2 separate regions of the Capsicum annuum genome follow, and region 2 is linked to region 1. Evidence: chromatin contacts called from public Hi-C data. All regions are on one chromosome and are shown on one strand. The core of a region is the stretch at or near the end of the contact, and the rest is flanking DNA. Distances in the headings are between cores, read along the strand shown. Region 1 holds the start of LOC107847799 (xyloglucan endotransglucosylase/hydrolase protein 31). Region 2 has its middle 5.2 kb from the start of LOC107847728.

What was found. A called contact is a pair of places that touch in the nucleus more often than the background predicts.
Region 2: a contact with region 1 is called in a Hi-C map of leaf, with 2.4 times the contacts expected there. The contact joins the enhancer-like site here to the promoter of LOC107847799 in region 1. A contact is called at or near these places in 4 of 5 Hi-C or Micro-C datasets (bud, leaf and placenta).

What each region holds. Positions count from the first base shown.
Region 1 is chr11:232,516,308-232,524,249 of UCD10Xv1.1, forward strand. LOC107847799 (xyloglucan endotransglucosylase/hydrolase protein 31) reads right to left here and starts at 3,308. Exons shown (of 4, transcript XM_016692295.2): 1 at 2,889-3,308; 2 at 1,953-2,056; 3 at 1,636-1,853; 4 at 152-844. The coding sequence starts at 3,090. The coding sequence ends at 478.
Region 2 is chr11:232,552,914-232,560,855 of UCD10Xv1.1, forward strand. No RefSeq gene overlaps it. Among protein-coding and RNA genes, the nearest start is that of LOC107847728, 5.2 kb to the right of the region's middle. Within about 2 kb of position 3,043, at least 2 of the 5 cell types and tissues checked have an H3K27ac peak or open chromatin away from gene starts, as enhancers often do. A contact at or near this core is called in leaf, where this site is marked.

The sequences.
Region 1 (7,942 bases), core at 2,058-4,557:
GGTGTAAGAGCGAAAAACATTCTTTCACTTTAGAAAACAATTGTCATTTCAAAAATTCTTGATGAATGTGAAAGGATCTAAAACAACAGTTAAAATAGAATGAAATAGTATACATGAAATTGGCGAAGATAAAATCACTCGAGAGTTTTGATTTTTGGCGATATAATATTTTCTTTTTCTTTAACAATTATAAATAAAGAAACAAATACACACTTTGATCAAAGATAAATTACAATTGAAATGCAGTTCTAGCGAAAATAGACCAAGATCAACTTCATTTTTTTCTTGACACTTTTTTCCACTTAAGTAAAACACTTTAATACACTTAATATATAAATTTCAAGAAATAAAAGTAAAAAAAAAAAAAACACCTTGGACGCTTCAACTACTTTTTGCAACTACTAATGGCAAATGGGACCATCACAAGGCTACTTTTATTTTTTCACGCCGATTTGAGTTCAATTTAATTACGAACGTTCAGCACTCAGGTGTGTGAGTATGATCTCTCCTGGGATCCCGACAGTAATCATACACCTTATAGTTCCTCTGCACCCACAACATAGCCTCTATCTGCTGACGACTCAGCCCACCACCCCCTGAGGGGGAGCTAGAAGGGGCACGGCGACACGAGGGGCTCTCATTCGCCTCACAACCTTCGAGCTTGAAGTTATTACTATACTTTCCAACGAACGGTTGATATCGATAATCAGCTTTAATTCTTCCTTCCTCTGTTGCCCAAGATGATGCATCCCAAATTGAACCATATACATACATAGGTCTTTGTGGAAATGTTGCATCATTTTTTTTAAGGTATCTTCTAATTGGGATATCATCAACAAAAAATCTACAAAAAAAATTATATTCAAATAATAAAAACATTAGGAAAGATACATTAGAGAAAAAAACAAAAATAAAAGTAGTAGTAGTAGTAGTTGTTGGTTTTTTTTTTGGGGGGCATGGGGTCATGTTGGTTACATTAATAAATGATGATAATGCTTTTTGACAAAAATAGCAACCATATAGAATTATATATATCTTGACCCCATGTTGTGACATTTTTTAATTTATATGTAAAGTTTAATAATATGATAATTTAAAAGATTTTACACGATCAGATCATTTATAAGTAACTATATAGAATTATACCTTGACCTCATGGTATGACATTTTTTAATTTATATGTAGAGTTTAACAACACGACAATACAGAAATTTTTTACAATATCAGATTATAAATAATTTCTATAACAAACATAAATTGGTGCAACTTATTAAATAGTAAGCGATCGATCTTTTATAGTACTAGAATATCTTTTACACTCAATTTATATATTTGTAAACATAAATAAACACAAATTTTAAAAAATAGTTAATCATTGAAATATATATAAAATCGAAGACACTATTATGAAATTTAGTTTTTTCTTATTATGAAATTATTAAAATATCCTGAAAATTTTCACTTTTTTAAAGTTTGAAATCCACAATACCACCACAGTGTTTTAGCATGAAAAAAAATGATTACTTTTCAACTTTATATTATAATATTTGCATGGATGATGTTGACTTAAAGTTGATAAAACATTATGATAAAGAAATATGAAAAAGACTAAAATAAATTTAAAAAAATACTAACATGATCTCATTGGGGTCCCAAAGAATAGCATAATTATGAAAATCTTTAGTTGGATCAAACCAAAGATGAAATTTCATTTCTCTTCCAATAATATTTCCATCTCCACTTCCTCTTATATATACATTTGTTTGTAAAATATAAGGCTTGTTTGGTGTTGTTCCAAGAAATTCAATATCAATTTCATCATGGTTCCCTGGATAATCTTGATTATTTGAAAGCTACAAAAAAAAAATATAAATCAATAAAACTAAAATAGTTATTTTTTGGGGGGTATAATAAATTAAATTAAATTATAATTAAATAAATAAAATACTCACATAAAAAGAAGTAATAATTCCAGCAGTGTAACCAGGTTGTAGTTTCATATAAGTGCCAAAATAACCAGAACGATAATTTTTCAGAGATTTAAAACCACTTCCACCTGCATTATATTCAAATAATACATACACACAAAAAAAAAAAAATACCAAGAAAAATAAAAAATATGAGATCTTATTCAAATAAAAACAAATGTGTAATAAAGAAAAAGTGAAAATGTAATTAGTCGGGGTGTGACAGTACAGGTTGATACTGACACCATCGTTATTATAAGCAAAAAGTGTCTATAGTCGCATTAATTGATACCAAGAGTACTAGGGCTAGAGAGAAAGCTACATGTTCATCAAAACAACAGGACGTATTAACTTTCAGTAAGAATTTCATTTAATATGCACACAAATTTCATTCAAAACCCCAAAAAGCTATCTCCTTTTTAGAATTCATAATCTGTAAATGTATTAGTCGAGGTGTGACACAGGTTGATATGTACACCGTCGTCATTATAAGAAAAACGTGCCTATAATAGCATTTATGAATAACTAGAGCGGGGCTAGAGAGAAAGCTACACGTTCATCAGAACTATCAAAACGTATTAACTTCAGTCAAAAGCCCGTATTTGTGTAAGAATTTCATTTAATAGGCATAAAAAATTTCATCCAAACCCTTAAAGTTCTTATTTTAAGAATTCAGAATCTGTAAACTAAAAATTCTCTCCACCCCCCCCCCCCCCCCCCACCCCCCGCCTCAATTAATACCATAATACGTTATCACATTTTAAACTACACCGATATAGTATAATGTCAATGCATACACATTCATTCCTTCACGAAATCTAAAACTACATACGATTTGAATTGACAGTAGCCCAAAGACCAACTGACAAACTGAGAGGCATTAAACGTAACTCTAAAAGAAAGAAGAAAGACGGGTGAAACCTGAATTTTTGTCAAGCCAAATAGTTAAGGTACTTTGGTCTAAAGATTGATGTTGAGGACCCCAAAGGTTCCTAAAACCTTGGTTAAATTTTAAAGATTGTACCCTAGAACTAGGGTAATAACCAGGTGAAGGGGGGCCTTGAGCATTGTTTAATCTTGAATTAAACAAGAAAAATAAAAATAAATAAAGAAGAAAAGCCATATAATGAATGTTTGGTTGAATGAGTAATGTGATAATTGTAGTAGAATTGTTGTTGTAGAATTGAAGTGAGAAGAACAAATAGAGAGGGGTATATATATAAAGAGTTTATTATATGAGGTCCTACTCAGTGGCGGAGTCAGGATTTTCACTGAGAGGATTCAAAAATATATATACGAACTAATCGAAGATGGTTTAACATCTACTATATATGCATAAAAATAATATAAAAACATTATAATTTTTCGTCAAAAGGGGCTCAGATAAACCCCCAAAGTAAAGATGATTCCGCCACTGGTCCTACTTATAAAGAAATTGAACTAATAAGAAGGTTGATGGGACTTGTACAAAATGACAAATAATATCAAGAAAAAAAGTTTTGTTGTTATGAATAATATTGATTAATATAATATAATATGCATTAAATCAAGCCATTGTGAATAAATTGCTAAAGCTTATATTATAACATCTAGTGATTTAGTGAAAAATTATCATAAAATAATAAGTGTGAATTTAATTTTCACTATTCATTGTTTTTATGTGACTTATAAGTGATTACTAATTTGAATAAGGAAATGTAATATAAACATACACTTTAAGTTATCATATTTACACGTACAAATTCCTATCCTTGCAACATAATTATAAAAATTTCAACTAATTATTTATCTTTGTTGGATATATCAGAGAGTTAATTATGTATCTCGACAGACCCAAAATCGAAAAAAATACATCGTAAGTTAATTATGTATCTTTACAAGGAAAAAAATATATTTTTGTTGGATGTATTATGTATCTCGACAAACTCAAAATCAGAAAAAATATATTGCAAGCTAATTATCTATTATTGTAAAAGAAAAAAAATGTATCTTCGTTGGATATATCAGGTACTAATTATGTATCTCGATAGACTCAAAATCGAACTTTTCAATAAATTATGCAAAATATTAAATTTTTTTGTAATCTTAGAGCAATAATAAAATTATCTCGTTATCACTTATAGACTATAACTCGATCGAGTCACAAAATCAATTACACTTTTAAAGATATAATTTCTTTCACAAATCATATATGAATTCGAGATATTTTGTGCACTAGGGTATCTTGATATATCCTCCAATATAATACCAAAAATATTTTTAAAAAGGTGATATGTTCATTAGTATGTATCTTTTTTTTTTTTTTTTTGCCTCTTTTTTATCAACAAAATTTAGTTGGTTAGGATTTTAGATATGGAAAGCTTAAAAACAAATTATGAAGATAAAGGAAGAAATGTCATAAGTGGAATTTTCGTTCTTCTTTTTTTTTTTCTTTTTTTTTTTTCCTTTTCAAGCACTTATCGTTATTATTATTATTATTTCCTTTATGGAGTATGTTCTCAAGAACATATTTACGCAATTTCTTTTTTAAGAAAAAATTATAGTGATAGGTAATTTTATTAATTAATTTGGCGAAATGGAATTGACGTGTATTAAGTTGGCTCAGATTAATAAATTTATGATCGTAGTAGGGTGGTGGAGAATATTTTTTTTTATTTTTTCATGTTCGATATTTATTTTTAAATAAATGACTTCTTTAATGAAAATACAGAAAATAAATCCTACGAGTGATATTTCATATTAATTGTGTGATCGTCATCCTCATTCTTCCACACACCTCATCTTTATTCCACGTCCATGAACCCCCCCACCCCACCCACCCACGCACCCACGCCCCTCCCCCCGTTCCGCCCTTATATATATGTCTAAAGAAAATTTATTTATTTATCCTAAAAAAAACATTTTTCTTCGTACCGAACATACTCTGTATATATCTTTTGTTTTTCTTTCGTTTCGTTTTCTTCAACTGCCATTTCTTAAAGTGACAAATTTTAATATCAACAATCAAAGTAAAGAGAATTTCAATATAACTTTATATATTTCCAAATTAATTAAACATCAAACTCAAAGTTTAATAATTACAAATTGGAGTTTGACATCATTTTGTACATATCCATTTGGTTTATCATCTATTCATCATATCCTTTTTTTTTTCTTCAAAATGATATGATATATATTTTTGGGTGTATCTTCTATCTCTATTTTATTTTATCATAATGTCAATGAATAATTGGTTATTAATGAAGTAGTTGTATAATGCTACATAATTACAATTTCTTTACTCATTTATTTGATATTCTTTTAGAAACCATTATTATTATTTTTAAGAAATAAGAATTTTTATTGATAAATAATATGGATACCCGTAATTCGAGGGCTATTAGTAGTGAATTTTTAGAAAATAAAAAAAAATTAAATTTGATCTCAATGAAAGGGGATTTTGTGGAACTTCTGTATTTGATTATCAAAAAAATAGAATCATGATCTCTTTATGAATATTTCATGAGTTTATGAAATTTTTAAGACACTTTAGGAGGATAATGAATAACACTTTCGAGATAAGATACATAATTATTTTACTCCATGTTTAATTGAACTCTTAATTTCAAATTAAAAATTTCATGTTAATTATTTATACCATCACTTCGATATTATAAAATCTACATCGTCAATAAGACTGAAATGTAATTAAATAAATAAAGATATACAATTGGAATTTCATAAAATTCTCTTGCTCACATATTTTCATATCCTGGTTGACCTATATTTCAGAATTTGATTATTCTAAAAAATGCATTCCTTAGAAGTGCTTTTCGAAAAAATATTTTTTTTTACAAAATAACAGTTTGTATATGACTAAGAGAAAATATTCTATTACCATCTTGAACTATACGTGAAAAGACTGAGACACACTCGAACTTTAGAAGTGTCCTATTACCCTGAACTAATTAAAATCGTATTTTTGACAACCTTAATGTCTACGTGGCACATATGTGGCACATATGTGGCACAACACACTGAAGGGTCCACGTAGGCACTGAAGTTGTCAAAAATACGATTTTAATTAGTCCAGGGGTAATAGAACCTCCCTAAAGTTCGGGTGTGTCCTAGCCTTTTCGTGTATAGTTAATAGAGCATTTTCCCGACTAATCATTTCTTCAACAAACCTCGTCACATTTCTTGAGGGAGGACAGAGAAGAAAACGTCCTTCGCACAAGTTTTTTTTTTGCTTCCTACACTTTTTTGTTATTTTTAATTTTTTGAATTTTTTTTGGAGTTTTCAAATTCAATGAATACACTACATTCATTTATTCTACCTATTTTTGAGTAGATAAAGATATAATTCCAAGCCTTTTTTTCCTTTTCTTTTATGCCTTTTATAGTTCTATGATGTCAACAATTATCTAAATTTATCTACTCATGCATGTATATGGTGTCAGAATATTCAAATCTATTTAGAATTAATAAATTTCTCCATATAAAAATTATCCTCATTTGTAAGAAAATAAAATAAAAGGGAAAGTATTTACACATACCTATATATGGATATTTTTTGAGGTGTCCTGAAATTAAAAAAAATTGCATCTTTTATAACAGTCTGAATAAAATCTATTATGTACTATATTTAAGTCAAAGCAATAATTCCGTGTTATTCTGACAAATGCCATTTCGACTTTACTATTTAAGTTATAGTACAATTTAGACTTGACATACAAATTTAGAATTTTGAATTGTCATATAAAGATTTCATCCAAAAATAATTAAAGTTTGATACCACCGGCTAAACCTAACTTACACAAAAATGTCTGAAGTTTATAAAAGTTTGATACCACTGGCCAGACCTAACTTACACAAAAATGTCTGAAGTTTATAATTCATAGTTTAGACAAAAATATCTAAAGTTTGTTTGCTTTCAAATAATCTAAAACTCGTTTTGTCGAACCTAATTAACTTCATATCAATATATATATCTGAAGTCTATAATATCGAACTTAATATTTTTTTAAAACTTCAATTTCGTAGGTGTGGAATTCGTACCCGAAATTTAGGTAATTAATTTGCTTCTAAATGAGACTAAAGGTTTCGTGCAAGCGTTGCACTTAGATATATATATGTCGATATAATAGAAGCCAAATTGGGATCACATTTAATTAACCTAACTAAAGCTTATATTAAAGTAAATAATTTTTAGCTATATTGATGTTACATTTCTTGGTACCCCATCCATCCTCATTGGGGGTGGGGTGGGGGGGTGGTAACATGAATATTTTTTTTCATGAAATATTTCGAAATAAAGTTGAAAAATCAACTTAGTATAACATGTCAAAGAATTTTAGAATCCTATGTCAAAACATATTAATGCAATGGGTGCAATTTTCAAAATGATCAAGAGATTATTTAACATTGAGTCTCGATCACTATTGATCTTTGTACAAAAAAAAGATAAGGACAATTCGATATACTAAACTTTCGCTATCAATTATCATACCGTTATTGTTCTTCACTTATCAAGATTGATATATAGATGATAAATTCTTTTTATTTTTTTTTATTTTTTTTAATTGAGGAACATTAAATGAAAAATATAATTTTAATTTACAATCTTTTCCATCAATTAGTGGAAATCTTTCTATATCCAATTATAAATGCTTGCCACAATCAAGGTGACTTCTTCGTTCGCCTCATATAATAAAGTTGAAAAAATTGAATATACTATGCTTATGTTTGAATATATATATATATATATATATATATATTCTTACTATATATAAGAGTGAGTGGCGGATGGAAGCAGGCAGCTGACGTTCCACATACCTGCTTTCACCTGTCTGCTTTCTCCGTCATTTTACTATATCACCCCTAATTAATTATTATATGATATTTACTTATTAAACAATTAAAAATATTTAGTAAAAAATACAATAAATATTTATAAAGTAAAATAGACATTTATGACATGGCTATTTCAAGTGCTT
Region 2 (7,942 bases), core at 1,793-4,292, 36 kb after region 1:
CTCTTTGAAGTTTAAACGTACATTTGAACATTTCCTACTTTAATATGGTATTACCAAAAGTCGTACCGAAGTTTAATTTAGCGATTACTGAATTACCGAACCGATGTTTATAAGTATGGTATGTGGTATCTACTTTCAAATATCGATTACCGAATTACCAAACCTGAAATTTGAAAATATCGAATTGAATACCGAACGCTCACTCCATATAATGCTGTTGTGTGAGGGCTTGCTGCAAGGGGTGTCACAGGTTTAAAAAATGAAAAATAACATACACATACACCTTAACTTACCATATTAATACAAATACCCACCCTTACCAAGTAACTACAAAAATTTCAACTAATTATATCTTCGTTGGATTTATTGGAAGCTAATTGTATATCACGATAGACCCAAAGTCGGAAAAATATAGCGAGGGTTAATTATGTATCTTTAAAAAGGAAAAAATATATCTCCGTTGGACAAAGGAAAAAATGTATCTTTGTTGGATGTATCAGGAGCTAATTATGTATCTTGAAAGAACAAAATTGAAAATTTCAATAATTATACAAAATATCAAAATTTTTTGTAATTAAACTCCAAACTATCGGAATTTATGTCATTTGCCCTTAACAAAAAAGGGAATTTCCATGCACATATTTGGGTTGTCCTTTGTTCCATGGGTTACTTGTTTGTTTGCACCCAAAGACGTGGTTTAGTGGTCGATCAATGAGAACTATGAGGTGTCACGATAAAATTTCAGCTGAGGCAAAAACAACATCTCAGTGTAATCCCACCAGGTGGGATTTTGGTTGGTCGAGTGTATGCAAATTTTACGTTCTATCTCGTGGAGGAGGTAGAGAAGCTGTTTTCGAAAACACTGAAAACAACATCATCCAGTGTAATCCCACAAGGTTGGGATCTGGGTCGATAGGGTGTATGCAAATCTTACCTTCTATATCGTAGAGGTATAGAGGCTGGTTTAGGTCGGCAGGGTGTATGCAAACCTTACCTTCTATCTCGTAGAGGTAGAGAGGTTGTTTTCGAAAACACTGAAACAACATCATCCCAATGTAATCCCACAAGGAGGTGGTGTTTGTGACTGTAGGGTGTATGCAAATCTTACCTTCTATCTCGTGGAGGTAGAGAGGTTGTTTTCGAAAACACTGAAAACAACATCATCCCAATGTAATCCCACAAGGAGGTGGTGTTTGGGTCTGTAGGGTGTATGCAAATCTTACTTTCTATCTCGTGGAGGTAGAGATGTTGTTTTCGAAAACACTGAAAACAACATTATCCTAGTGCAATCCCACAAGGTTGGGGTTTGGATCAATAGAGTGTATGCTAATCTTACCTTCTATATTGTGGAGGCAGAGAGACTGGTTTAGTCGGCAGGGTGTATGCAAACCCTACCTTCTATCTCGTGGGGGTAGAGAGGTTGTTTTCGAAAACACTAAAAACAACATCATCCCAGTGTAATCCCACAAGTGGTGTCTGGTCTGGTCTGGGTCGGTAGGGTGCATATGCAAACCTTACCTTCCATCTCGTGGAGGTAGAGAGACTAATTTCAAAAACGCTGAACAATATCATCCTAGTGTAATCCCACAAGGTGGGGTCCGAGTTGTTAGGGTGTATGCAAAGCTTACCTTCTATCTCGTGGAGGTAGAGAGGCTGGTCCCGCCCGGTAGGGTGTTTGCAAACCTTATCTTCTATCTCGTGGAGGTAGAGAGGCTGTTTTCAAAAACACTGAAAAACAACATCATCCTAGTGTAATCCCACCCACAAGGTGGGGTCTGGGTCGGTAGGCTGTATGCAAATCTTACCTTCTATCTCATGGAGGTAGAGAGGCTAGTCCGGGCCGGTAGGGTGTTTGCAAACCTTACCTTCTATCTCGTGGAGGTAGAGAGACTGTTTTCGAAAACACTGAAACAAACATCATCCCAGTGTAATCCCACAAGGTGGAGTCTGGGTTGATAGGGTGTATGCAAACATTACCTTCTATCTCGTGCACGTAGAAAGACTGTTTTCGAAACACTTTTGAGTACTTTATTGCATTCGTGATGATTTGATGGATAAATTAAAATTATTTTAGATTAAACTTTACTAGGTGATTTGAATTCACACGTATCCTTGTGTTATGGACATTAAATTATTTATGTTTACTAGTGGAATTATGAAAATTAGCCTAACACATTTTTGGTCCATGATTAATTAATATATTTGGTGGTTCAATAGTTGTAAGCAACTGAAAAACATTATCTCACAAAGTCAAATACATTACACACCACTAATTAAATTATTTTTGGACAGCCATAATTTGTCTTGAAACCTTAGGATAATGCACTATCTTTGGTATATAATAACTCGTAAATCACACAGAAAATATAAAACATATTAAATAAATTCGATATGACAAACTCAATTGAAAAGGAGTACATTGGCAGGAAAATCGATCCTTATTAGCCTTTAAATCTTATTATTTTAATCTTACGTTTCATGAATTTATAATTTATTAGTCTTAAAATTTAAATTTTGATTCCGCCTTTAAATTTATTTATAGTTGACCTATATATATAAATTCATGCATGCACATGCTAGATTTCCACTAATTACTGCTCCACTATCATAATATCAACCCCCTCCCCCAATCCCATGCCACCCCAGGGGCGGACCTAAGTTCAAGTACGTGTTAAACTCGATACAGAATAGTATAATTATATAGAAAAATGTATAAAAATTGATATAAGACGAAAAAAAGCATGCTCGAAATAAAAAAGATAGTTGGGTACTTTGATTTTCATGCGGAATTTTAAAACTTTGAATGTCAATACGTGTGCCCCAACCTCCTGAAACACCCATGATGCCTAAATTTTGGGTCCGCCACTGCCCCACTCCGACCCTCAAACATATGATAATATGAAAGAAAACTATATGTTAAATTTTTCTTTTTGTAGGATTTATTTATAGTTGGCAGAATAGATACAACAATAACATACTCAGTAAAATCTCATAAGTAGAATCTGGAGAGAGTAGATCGAGCGTACACAAATCATATTACTATCTCGTAGAAGTAGAAACGTTACGTTGTTTTTGATAGACCCTCGATTCAAGTTCAGTATATCCAAGCACAAAGAATTAAGAAACAACAAATACAAAAAAGACAATAAAAATAACAATAAAATAATGCGATAATAAAAATATCGTAAACAATGAAATTGGCAGAGTAGATATTTTCCAATTGTATTTGGAATTTGGCAATATGAATTTATTAAAAAATAAGAAACAATTTTAGAAAATAATAAGGTGGGGCATCCAATAATCAACTTAAGACAACATAACATTCCATGTGCTCAAACATACATACAAAAAAAATATTCCAAATTCGAATTAGTATAAAACATAACTTAACAAAGTAATAAAAACAAATATTGTTAGGTGACTGGTTCAAGTCGTGATCAAATTTTTATGACAAATAAATATTTTTAAATAATAAATAGCAACAAAAAATACTTTTTAAAAAGTTGAAAATAATATATTTTTCAATAAACACTTTTAGAATTTTGATTACGCATCAATATATTGAAAAGAAACATATTTCCAAGTACTAAGCAAATTTTGAAATTTAGCTAAATAAGATATATAGGTTTGATATTTACCTGGAGAAAAATAGAAAATTCGATTTATTATTATTATTGAGTTTATTATTAGACGAATTTCTCAATCATTAGAACCAAAAAACAAGTATTGATAAATCAGTCAAGGGATATTTTATATTTTATATAGAAAAAAACAAAAATCTTTGGGTTTTCCTTCTTGAGATCATTGTAGGCTTCATCAAAATAATAATAAAAAAAAGATATAATGTTTATTTTTTTCTTAATTTCTTTCTTTCTTTCTTTCTTTTTTTTTGGATGGACCACGTTGACGTTTCAAAGAATATTGATTGTAGGGGTAAAGTAGATTTTTTGTAATTAATTAATTTTATCTTGATTTAGTAAGTAGATAAATAATCTGATATATATATATGACAAAATGATCAACTTCGTTTGATTGGGAAAAAAGTTATTCCAGGATCAGTTATCTCACTCTCAGATGGAATAAAAATAACACTATAATTTTGAGAGAATTAATTTCAAGAAAAATTATCTCATACATTATATACTAATAAATTATGAAATAAGTTCGTTCTAAAATTAATTAGTGATGATATCTTGTCCCAAAGACACGTTAATGCATTAGACAAATTAAAGATCAAAGAATCAAAAAAAGAAAATTATCATTTACGTCATATGAAACCAAAATTTCTAATCTCAAGTCAAGCACCATGTGATATTAATAACTATATATAGTTATAATATTATTTTATTAGTATTTAAAATATTATTATAATTTTAAAAAGCATATAATATGGTTCTTTACCTACTTTAAATTAGTGGAGACTCTAATTAAGAAGTGATCATACAAAGCTAACAAGTTGAAATTTGGATAAGAATGTTGATAAATAACATATTAGAAAAAAAAATTAAAAATATTTTTTTTTATTTAAATTGTAAGTGATCACGAGATATTATTTTCCGGTAATAAAAAATAGACAAACAATATTTTTCTTAGGTTTTCCATTCGGTGTTCGGTATCCGCATTGGAGCCTGACTAATCTGGATTGGCGCCGGGTAAGGCTCCATTCGGGGGTAGCGCTCCCAACAAAGTTTTTTCCATGCCCAGGATCGAACCCTCGATCTCTGGTTAAAGTGGAGAAGCCCCATCCGCTGCACCACAACCCATGTTGGTAGACAGGCAATATATTAGTTAGGGAAGGTCAAGTCAATTTTCCCCATCTTATAAGTGTTCATAATTGACAATCCTACCTAGAGAAATAAAGAAAATAAATAAAAGGGACATCTAAATGACAAAGTTAAAATAATTTATTATTACCTCATTTATAGAATAATCCGTCAAATTACAAAATTCATCGTTAAATAACTTTAATAAACAAGATTTTTTAATAATTCGTTCGTTAAATAAGATTAGCAATAATTTTCTTTTAATTTAGAGACAAAAGATATTTATTCACTAAATTCTTTTCTATTATAGTACTATTAGTTTTTCATCCGATGTCTATTACCACTTTAAAGTCAGATTAATTTATCTTTACGTCAGAAAATTTTCTTTGACAATAACAAATTGAGATTATGAGATTTTCTATGTGAATATGAATTAGTCAGGTTTTAAAGTAGGACTGTTAGACACAAATTTAGATTAGTTAAACCCAAAATAATATAAATTTTCAGTATGAATTCATATTAGTCGAGTCCTAAAGTGAATTTTCGTCTAAATAAATTGAGGCTTTATGTATATTTCAAATAATAAAGCCTCAAAGCAGATATTAAATACAATGAACGAAAATAAAATATAATTGAAAGAGTTATGCACTTTTACTTTCATTTATTTTTTCGGAAGAATATTGAAAATTGATTGATGGCTATGTTTAACACTAGATACTGTAGCTCGTGGCAGCACGGGCCCAACATATGTTATTTACGTTATCTCAATTTATATAGCACAAATAACAGTTGGAGTGTCAATCAAATTTTTATTACTAAATTTTTTTAAATAATTTAAGTTGTTAATCATTGTGATTTATAGTAATTACTATCTTTTATGTAATATAGTAATTTATATTACTCGCTTTGTCCCAATTTTAGAATTTAGTGAGTCAGTCAAATTTTTTTTACTAATATATTTTTAAAAATATTTTAAGTTGTTAATTTTTGTGATTTTAGTATCTTTTAATGTAATTTCAAATCATTTATGTTACTTGCTTTATCGCAACTTATGTGACACTATTAAAGTTTCAAAAGTCAATCATATTTTTTACTATATGTTTTAAAAATATTATAAGATGTTAATAGTTATGAGTTATAATTATTTTTTTGCATAATTTTTAATTATATAATATTTTACCAAAATAAAGTAAATAAATTAAAATAAACAAAGTACTAAATTTTTAAAACAAGTTAAATTCAAAAACATTATTTGGATCAACAAATTAATAAATTAAAACAATAAAACATGCAAATTATAAAATGTCAAAACTATCCCAAATTTACGTGACACAAATATAATTTAGATAATCAATTATATTCTTAATATGTTTTTAAATATTTTAAATTGTTAGCTATTGTAATTTATAATATTTTTTATGTAATTTTTAAATAATATATGTTACGCTCCTTATCCAAATTTTTGTGGCATTGATTTTCAATTATATTCTTAAAATAATTTAAGTTTTAATTATTATGATTTATAATACTTTTTCTTCTATTCCAATTTAAGTAGCACTGAAATAAATTCGAGAGTCAACCAAATTTTATGATTGAAGCAGCGAAGTGGATATGTCCTGAATGACTTATAATACCTAATTAGAAGTGACATAACAAAATTACTATGAGAAAATATTTGTAATTTTTTTTTAAAATGAGTCTCATATAAGATGTCATGTTAATTTAAAACATCAAGAATTAATTTATCATTTTATGTCAATTTTATTTATATTAAATATTATTAAATTTTTAATACCTAAATGACTTATAATAATTAATTAGGGGTGATATAATAAAATTACGGTTGAAGTAGCTGAAGTAGACATGTCATAAATGTCTATTTTACCTTTCTTTTATTAAATATGAGTATTAATTTTCTAATATGTAAATGTCTTACAATAATTAATTAGGGATAATATAGTAAAATCATGAAGCAAACATAAGATGTCCTATTAATTTAAAATATCAAAAATTGATTTATCATTTATATCTATTTTATTATTTATTAAATATTATTAATTTTTTAATACTTAGGTGACTTATAATAATTAATTTGAGGTGATATAATAAAACTATGATTGAAGTAGTTGAAACAGATATGTCGTAAATGTCTATTTTATCTTTTTTTAATTAAGTATTATTAATTTTCTTATATATAAATGACTTAAAATAATTAATTAGGGATAATATAGTAAAATCACGAAGCAGCTGAAGGAAGCAAACATGTTTACAAAGAGTTGTCTGCTTCTTCACTTAATACTTTAATTAAATGAAATCAATTATATGACGATACAATTACTTTAACTATATTGGATTCACTTAAACTACATACTTAAATTGTTAATTATAGTATTAATTTTCACAATTAATGGGATTGATTATTGACAGGTCTTAATTTAAGAAATTGTGTACACATTGCCCTTCAATATTCAAAGTTTTTAAATATTATAAGGATATATCTATTTAAATATTTATTTACTCCTTGCGTTCCATATTTATTGGTCATTTTATTAAAAATAGTTGTCCAATATTAGTTGATCGCCTTATGAAATTAAAAAGGCATTAATTAATTTTTTTCTTATTACACTTGCAATTAATTTTTTTTAAAAGTATTCACACTTGTTTGTAAAATTCTCAAAAAATTTTTAAGGGATACATTAGTAAAATTATCTTCTTATTTATGAGATGAAGGGAGTAACATCCTTAATTATTGGCTTATCGCTAATTAAATTATCTAGAACGTACTCTCTTGGTTCAACAATATTTGTTCACTATACTGTTAATAATAATGGCTAAATTTGGAAAATCAACGGATAATTTAATTTTTTAAACCCATTTTCCCCTTGTTATTAAATATTATTCCTAATTCAATGCATTTCTCAAGACATTAAATTTATTATATTATATATTACCTCTCTTATATATTATTTCATAATATATGTGTCAAGTGATTAGCGAACAAATATCATTGGACACAGAGAGTAGTTATTAGTCAAATCAAATCGTAATTAAATTTTTATTTATTCCTCCATATCTTCAATGCTAACTAAAAAAAACTCTCTAATTTAGGATATTTTTTCCTTAAACATAAACTCTTTCTAAGATAAAAGCAATGGTTATTTGGAGTTAATTTTGAAGCT